Regions from separate parts of the Mus musculus genome. Here region 1 is linked to region 2. The links are chromatin contacts, called in public Hi-C maps. All regions are on one chromosome and are shown on one strand. Each heading gives the region's core, a stretch centred on a gene start, on an enhancer-like site or on the middle of the called end of the contact. The rest is flanking DNA. Distances are from core to core; before and after follow the strand shown. Region 1 overlaps Ptprr (protein tyrosine phosphatase, receptor type, R). Region 2 has its middle 52 kb from the start of 4930422I22Rik.

Evidence for each region. Hi-C and Micro-C count contacts between places; a contact is called where the count stands out from the background.
Region 1: a contact with region 2 is called in a Hi-C map of uterus, with 4 times the contacts expected there. The contact joins two enhancer-like sites. A contact is called at or near these places in 24 of 484 Hi-C or Micro-C datasets (adipose-derived mesenchymal stem cells, brain, cerebellar granule neurons and 11 more), 1 of 115 datasets of contacts at active chromatin or transcription factors (embryonic stem cells) and 1 of 9 other capture datasets (embryonic stem cells).

The regions. Positions count from the first base shown.
Region 1 is chr10:116,193,333-116,196,533 of GRCm38.p6, forward strand. All of the region lies in intron 6 of Ptprr (protein tyrosine phosphatase, receptor type, R), which reads left to right. Among named protein-coding and RNA genes, the nearest start is that of Taf7l2, 81 kb to the left of the region's middle. Within about 2 kb of position 1,304, at least 9 of the 459 cell types and tissues checked have an H3K27ac peak or open chromatin away from gene starts, as enhancers often do. A contact at or near this core is called in uterus, where this site is marked.
Region 2 is chr10:115,919,861-115,922,960 of GRCm38.p6, forward strand. No RefSeq gene overlaps it. Among named protein-coding and RNA genes, the nearest start is that of 4930422I22Rik, 52 kb to the left of the region's middle. Within about 2 kb of position 1,396, at least 1 of the 459 cell types and tissues checked has an H3K27ac peak or open chromatin away from gene starts, as enhancers often do. A contact at or near this core is called in uterus, where this site is marked.

The sequences.
Region 1 (3,201 bases), core at 54-2,553, 270 kb after region 2:
TTCTCCTCCTTCATAGACTCCTTACCCTGGGCCTGGCTTGCATTACTTCATCTTTTAACTGAATTTTCTGATTATAAAAATGCCATAAGAATTCATCTACATTATATATCACCTGCGCGTTGTATTTAAATACAATGTCTAAATCTATTTTTTCTGTGTCTAAATCTAATTTTTCCCTCTTTTAAATCATATTGTATTCTCTCCAGGCTTATCTTCCTAAAACATAGCCTACTATGGAAAAGTCCCCCAGTCACCTAGAAGACAAGACATCTTTGCCTGGAAGATCCTAGACAACCTAGTTCTCTTTTTCTCTCCAATTCTATTTGCTCCTGGCTTTATTGTACTGCCAGAGCCATAAAAATTTCCACAGTAACAAAAGCAATGAAAAAATGGCAATAAAATGATCCATCCATGATCTTCTCCTAAACTCAAGCCCAACTCCTTCATTTTATTATAATTTTTCCCCTGGGACAGTCAAAAGCCCTGGCTTCTGTCCCCTCCTCCCTCTGGTGGATACATTTTGATAGGTAACAAATTTTTAAAAACTTTTAATCCTTCTCCTGTTGATCTCCCTCCAGGAGATATGAATAAAGATCATGACTGAGCGAATGCCAGGGCATAAACTGTATTAAGAACTCTAGAATTGAAAGCCTGCATTCTTTAAATCAGCCCCCTGCCGTGAGAGCAGAGAGTCAACTCTTGCACTCTCTATCCAATGGCAGTGAAATCTCAAATCTGCTCTGAGGTCAGAGGTAGGGCTTCGTGAAGGCTTAGCTTGAGACGCAGATCGTTGTCCAGGTGGTTTGTGCACAGGATGCTCTAAGGAGAAGCCTAGCAGGGAAGCAGAGAAGCAGCTCAGGCACGAGGACAAGCAAAGGGGGGTTGGCTCATACGCTCACTCTGACCACACAGGGAGCCCTGGATCATCCATGGTTGCTCATGGACGGTTCTCACCTTCAGCGATATGAGCTTGATACCCATTCCCTCATACCACTGCAGGATGCCTGCAGATATAACGTCCTACTCAGCTCCTGTCACCTGAGGGTGATTCTCCCAGAAAGTGGCCACCAGATGCATTTAACAGGCAGCGTTCCTGGGTCGAGGAAGAAGATGAGAGCATTGGTGAAGCAGAGGTGACCTGAAGGGGACAACTGCAGCATCACTGTGTTTTCCAAGGGTTGCCCCGCCAGTTCTAGCACAGTTAAGTTCATACTGCAGGTTTCTTTGATCTTTCCAGGCCACTGGCTGTGTTCTGCATGGTCTCCTTAGAATAAACACCGTTTGTTCTACCCGAACTATGCACTGTTGAACACAATCTATCAGCCTGACTCATTTGCTCCCCGTGACAGCATAAAGGATCCTAACACAACACAGAACAGGCAAATACACGTAGAATGAAAGACCCCAGGAAGACTCAGGCTCTTCGTGTGCCTTATCTCCATTGATCCTCACAAAAGAAGAAACTTGCTCTGTGTGTGTCAAAGAAGCGTGCTCCGTGAGTTTAGTCTATTGGCAAAGTAATTTGTAGTTAAGTTTCTGGGCTGTTAGGGAGGCAGATACAAGTGGAGAGCAAGCAGCCTGCCCCCCCCCCCAAAACAAATGCTGTACTACCACCTTTTGCGAAAAGAAGACAAACATAATCCTATATCCCATGGAAAACAAATTAAAAACAGTATAATGAGAAAACAGGTACACGACATATTGCCACACAGTCATTTCCCTTCTCAGATTTCCCACTACACTTTCAGAGTCCTTTTCAGATTTTAAATCAAGAAGATGGAACTTGGTGAAGCAGACTAAACCACTCAAAGCGGATAGCCATTAGCCATTGCCTGTTGGGAAGCATGTTGTCTGTCCCAGCCTTCTTGTCCTCCCTGGTCCTTCTCATTCTAGTGTCCAAATGCTCATCTGGCAAAATGGTGGAGAATATGAGTGCAGCAAAGAAGCTTCAGTGAGATGCGATATTAGCAACGATAAAGAAAACTCAAAGCCAAAACTGAGCGCAAAGCATGCTGGGTGCACGGGGCAGGGCAGGGCGTGTCTCTGCTCTGTCTAGATCTGGATATACTTGCTGTAGACAGAGGGGCGAGACACCTCGGGGAAGATTTGTTCGTGCCACTCCAACCAGCGCTCTCATTGCTGTTAGAATAGGAGATAGTGTGGAGAACATTGGGAACACATATAAGCTCTCATTAACAGTGAATGACAAGCTAATTTCCTCTTCATTTGTACAATATAGACATCATGCATTTTTATGAGGTTAAATCGGGGGTTCTGAAAGTTTAGCAAACAATTCTTAAGAGAGTTCTGTATTCCCTAATAACATTTTCTTTAAAAAAAAAAAAAAAAAAAAAAAAAAGGAGGCTAAGAAAGTAGAGATAAAGATGTAGAACTTTTGTCTCTAGGCAAGTCGAGAAGAAAATGTAAAAATATTCAACATAAGAGAACACAGTGGCATCAGATGCAGACTCGGGAGGCTAGAGTGGGAGCCAAGGTTATAGTAGAGACTAGAGTGGGAGCCAAGGTTATAGTAGAGACTAGAGTGGGAGCCAAGGTTATAGTAGAGACTAGAGTGGGAGCCAAGGTTATAGTAGAGACTAGAGTGGGAGCCAAGGTTATAGTAGAGACTAGAGTGGGAGCCAAGGTTATAGTGTGCGTGAGGGAGATTTAGCAGGGGTAGATTCAGGGGGAGGGGTTGGAAGCAAACCCGGGGCCTCTCACATGTTTGGTAAGCACTCTACCACTTAGTCATATAACCAGCCCGAACACATAATTTCTTTAAAATTAAAAATAAAAAAGAAGACATTTTGCTAAACCCTGGCCACCATGTATTGGCCATCATGGGCCCAGCCTCAGTCCCTGAGCCTCTGTTTTTGGGTGACCCACCAGTTTGAGACTGGACACGACCAGACGTCACTACGACTGCTCCATTTCTCAGGTTGCCTTCCCATCCCTCCCTTGTGACACCTTGACACCATGCCAGAGCGGGTCCCAATGAGTGCTACTCCTGCTTGTAATTGTTACCAGCCCACCCAGAACACAGGCTGCCTTGTGAGATTGACTAGAACAGACTCTCAGCCCTCTGTGCACCCAGCCTGATCCTGAAATCCTGGCCCCTGGGGTGAGTCACGTGGGAGCCATCTCCACACCTGCCGTGGAGAGAGCAGATTCAGTCACCCTGGGGAACTCTTGTGGCCATTC
Region 2 (3,100 bases), core at 146-2,645:
GTTGAGGAACTTAAAAAGAAAGCTAATGTATGTAGAAGTTTTAAGACTGAAATCAAGGAAGCTTGTAACACAGTGTGATTTACTGAACCAAAAAGGATCCCCCGTTTCCACCTTCGGTTAGTGAAAGAGTCCAGGTCAGAAATTTGTAAGATACACAAAGAACGCTGGACCTTAGCTTGTCCTGGACTTCAGCAACAAGCCTTCCAAAAGCAGTGGGCTTCCAGTCAAGCAACCCAACTTTGCTTCCTTCTTTCCCATGTGTATTAAATCCCTCACCAACAGACCTAGTACACAGCAGAAGACAGCTAGTCACTTAGCCCCCAGAAGCAAATCACAGACCAAGGGGAAGCTGCCAGAGGAATTCTAGAGCTAGAAGCACCACCTAACTTTCCAACCACGAGGGGATGCTTCCTCATCTCATTCATAATTCTCATCTCTTGCTCTTGCTTCCCTTTGAAAATCAGTTTCCTGGTTCTTGTTTATTGATTCCCGTGTACCTATATCTTTCAATACTTAATATGTGCTGGTTCTTCTGTGGGTGGCTAGTGACATATACAGGGAGAAACAAAAATAAATGACAGTATGCAGCTAAGGAGGGCCTGAATCCTACACAAAGATCTAAAGGCCAGGTAGAAAGGTGGAAAGCCAGAGAAATGCTCTTACCCGGGAAGAGCATACCAATCAGTTATTCAATACCAAGTGATCAGTCCTGAAAACACACACAAGTAACATTATACAAACCAAACAGGTTATATCTATCTCTATCTCTATCTCTATCTCTATCTCTATCTCTATCTCTCTCTCTCTCTCTCTCTCTCTCTCTATCTCTATCTCTATCTCTATCTATATCTATATCTATATCTATATCTATATCTATATCTATATCTATATCTATATCTACCTATCTATATCATCTCTATCTCTATCTCTCTATATCTATCTATATCTACATACATGTAAGGAATAGGAACAAAAGTTAATGAAAAAAAGTGGACCCATATTAGAAATAGAGCTAGTATGTTGAAGGGTATGGAGGGAGGAAAGGGGAGGGAGAAAGGATGTAATTATACTATAATGTAAGAAAATAAAAATGATGAAAATAAAAATGACAAAGCCCTCACGTAAAGTGTTTCTGACACAAAATTGTTAAATTGTTGTGACCTATTTGTATGGACAGGGTACATTATGTAACCTGTAGCTTGTATCTAAATTCCATGCAACTAAATAAAAATGTGTGATACCTCAAATCAGTCATCCATTCTGGGCTCCCGTCTATAGGATTTTGACACACCTGTAATTATTCTAAATCTCCACTGGATGTCAATACTGCTCAAGGAAATGCAGTTTAGACATTGTAATTGGGTGCATACAAGTAAGCCAAGCCAGGAAAAGGCTTTACAAAGAAGGTTCCAGAGGGGGAAGTATGGACGGGCATACCTCCGCTCCAGGTGTGGACCAGACGCAGGCAGAGCGAAGGCAGACAGCACTCGGAGTAGCAGTCTAGAAACCCTCAGACCAAAGCCTGAAGTCTGTTTTCCACAATGCCTCTTCAGTGTCTGATTTACACAGAAATGAAACCTCGTTTTTCTGTAAAGAATTTTGGTATTTCTAATAGTAAAATGGAAGGTGCTTGTGGAATTAAAGTTAGAAGTCCAATTGTTGTGCCAGGAAATGTTGGTGAACCCCAAAAGGCCACCCAAGGAGCAGTTTCGATGTAATCGCATTAGCGTGTCTTTATTACAAGTTTGGGCGTGGGTTCCCCTCCAACCCAACCCTGACACAGCAGAACCAGAAGATGGAGCAGCCTCGAATCCTTAGTAGGGCAAGGTTTTGTAGTAAGGTGGGCGGGGTCCAGCCTGGTTAACATCTAACTGAACGTTTATTGTAAGCCGACAGGTGGGTGCTCTGAAGCAAGACTGTATACAACCACGGACTGTCTGGGTCTGAAAGTACATCTGAAACAATCAGACTTATCTTTGATTAACCGTTGCTAGGAAGTAGTTAGGGAGTAACGCTGGCCAAGGACAAGCCATGGGGTCCTTCCTCGTACTTGGGTGCAGCTTGGGTTCAGCGGCTGGCCAAGTTCTCAAGCTTTTTTTCCAAGATGGAGTAGGTTTGGCCTCTCATAATCCTGCTTTGTTTCTTCTGTTCACCGCGCAGACGTGTACACATTTTAGACGTGTACACATTTTAGAGACATCCTTGGTAAGAAAATTACCTGGGCTGTTTGGTTCGAGCCCGGGGACATCACTCTGCTGGGAAGAATAAAAATATGCTTCAAAGAGTGAAAGGAATTTTGATCCTGTTTTGGAACACGTTTAGCTTCCAGCAATAACTAGCCTGATCCAGAATTGCAGTAAGACTTGTAAGATCTGCCTTGTTATTTTTCCCGCTCGAGTCTTTTCTAAAACTGGGGGTGGGGTGGGGGGGAGTGGAGGGAGGGGTGTTAAGAATTTGTTTTACTTTGTTATTCTACAGTAGGAAACCATGCACTCTATTTTTGTTATTTATAAATAAAATATTGCCTTTCCATAGGGTTGCTCATTTTAAAAACTGGAAAGAACACAGTGTCTAATATTTTGAGTTTATATTCTGCAAGCAGGACACAGGGGTCCAGACCTGATGAGGTTCCTTTAGCAAGAAACAACCCCACTGCTTATTGTTCAAATATCTTAGATATTACATAGGAGTATATTTAGAAAGGCTATTAGGGCACTAAAAGTACTCTTATGCTTATCGTGAACTAGAATTGCATAATTAATCATAAAAATATTGAATAGAAGACTTTTCAGTGAAAATTTTTGATGTCTAGACAAAATTACTCAACATACAATTTTAAGTATGGAAATAATCAGGTCCATAGAATTATCTCTAAACAAGGGCACCATTTGGAGGCTGGGGGTAGTAGCTTCACTCACTAACATACTTTCTTTTAAGTACTTGCAATTACCACAGCCTAAGTTTGAACTCTGTAAATCACAATAAAAAAAAAAAGAAAAGAAAAAAGAAAAGAAAAATGAAACGCCATGTGCAACAGTTTGTACTTAGAATCCCAGTGATTGGGAGGCAAAGACAGGCAAATTCCCGGGGCAGGTTTTGC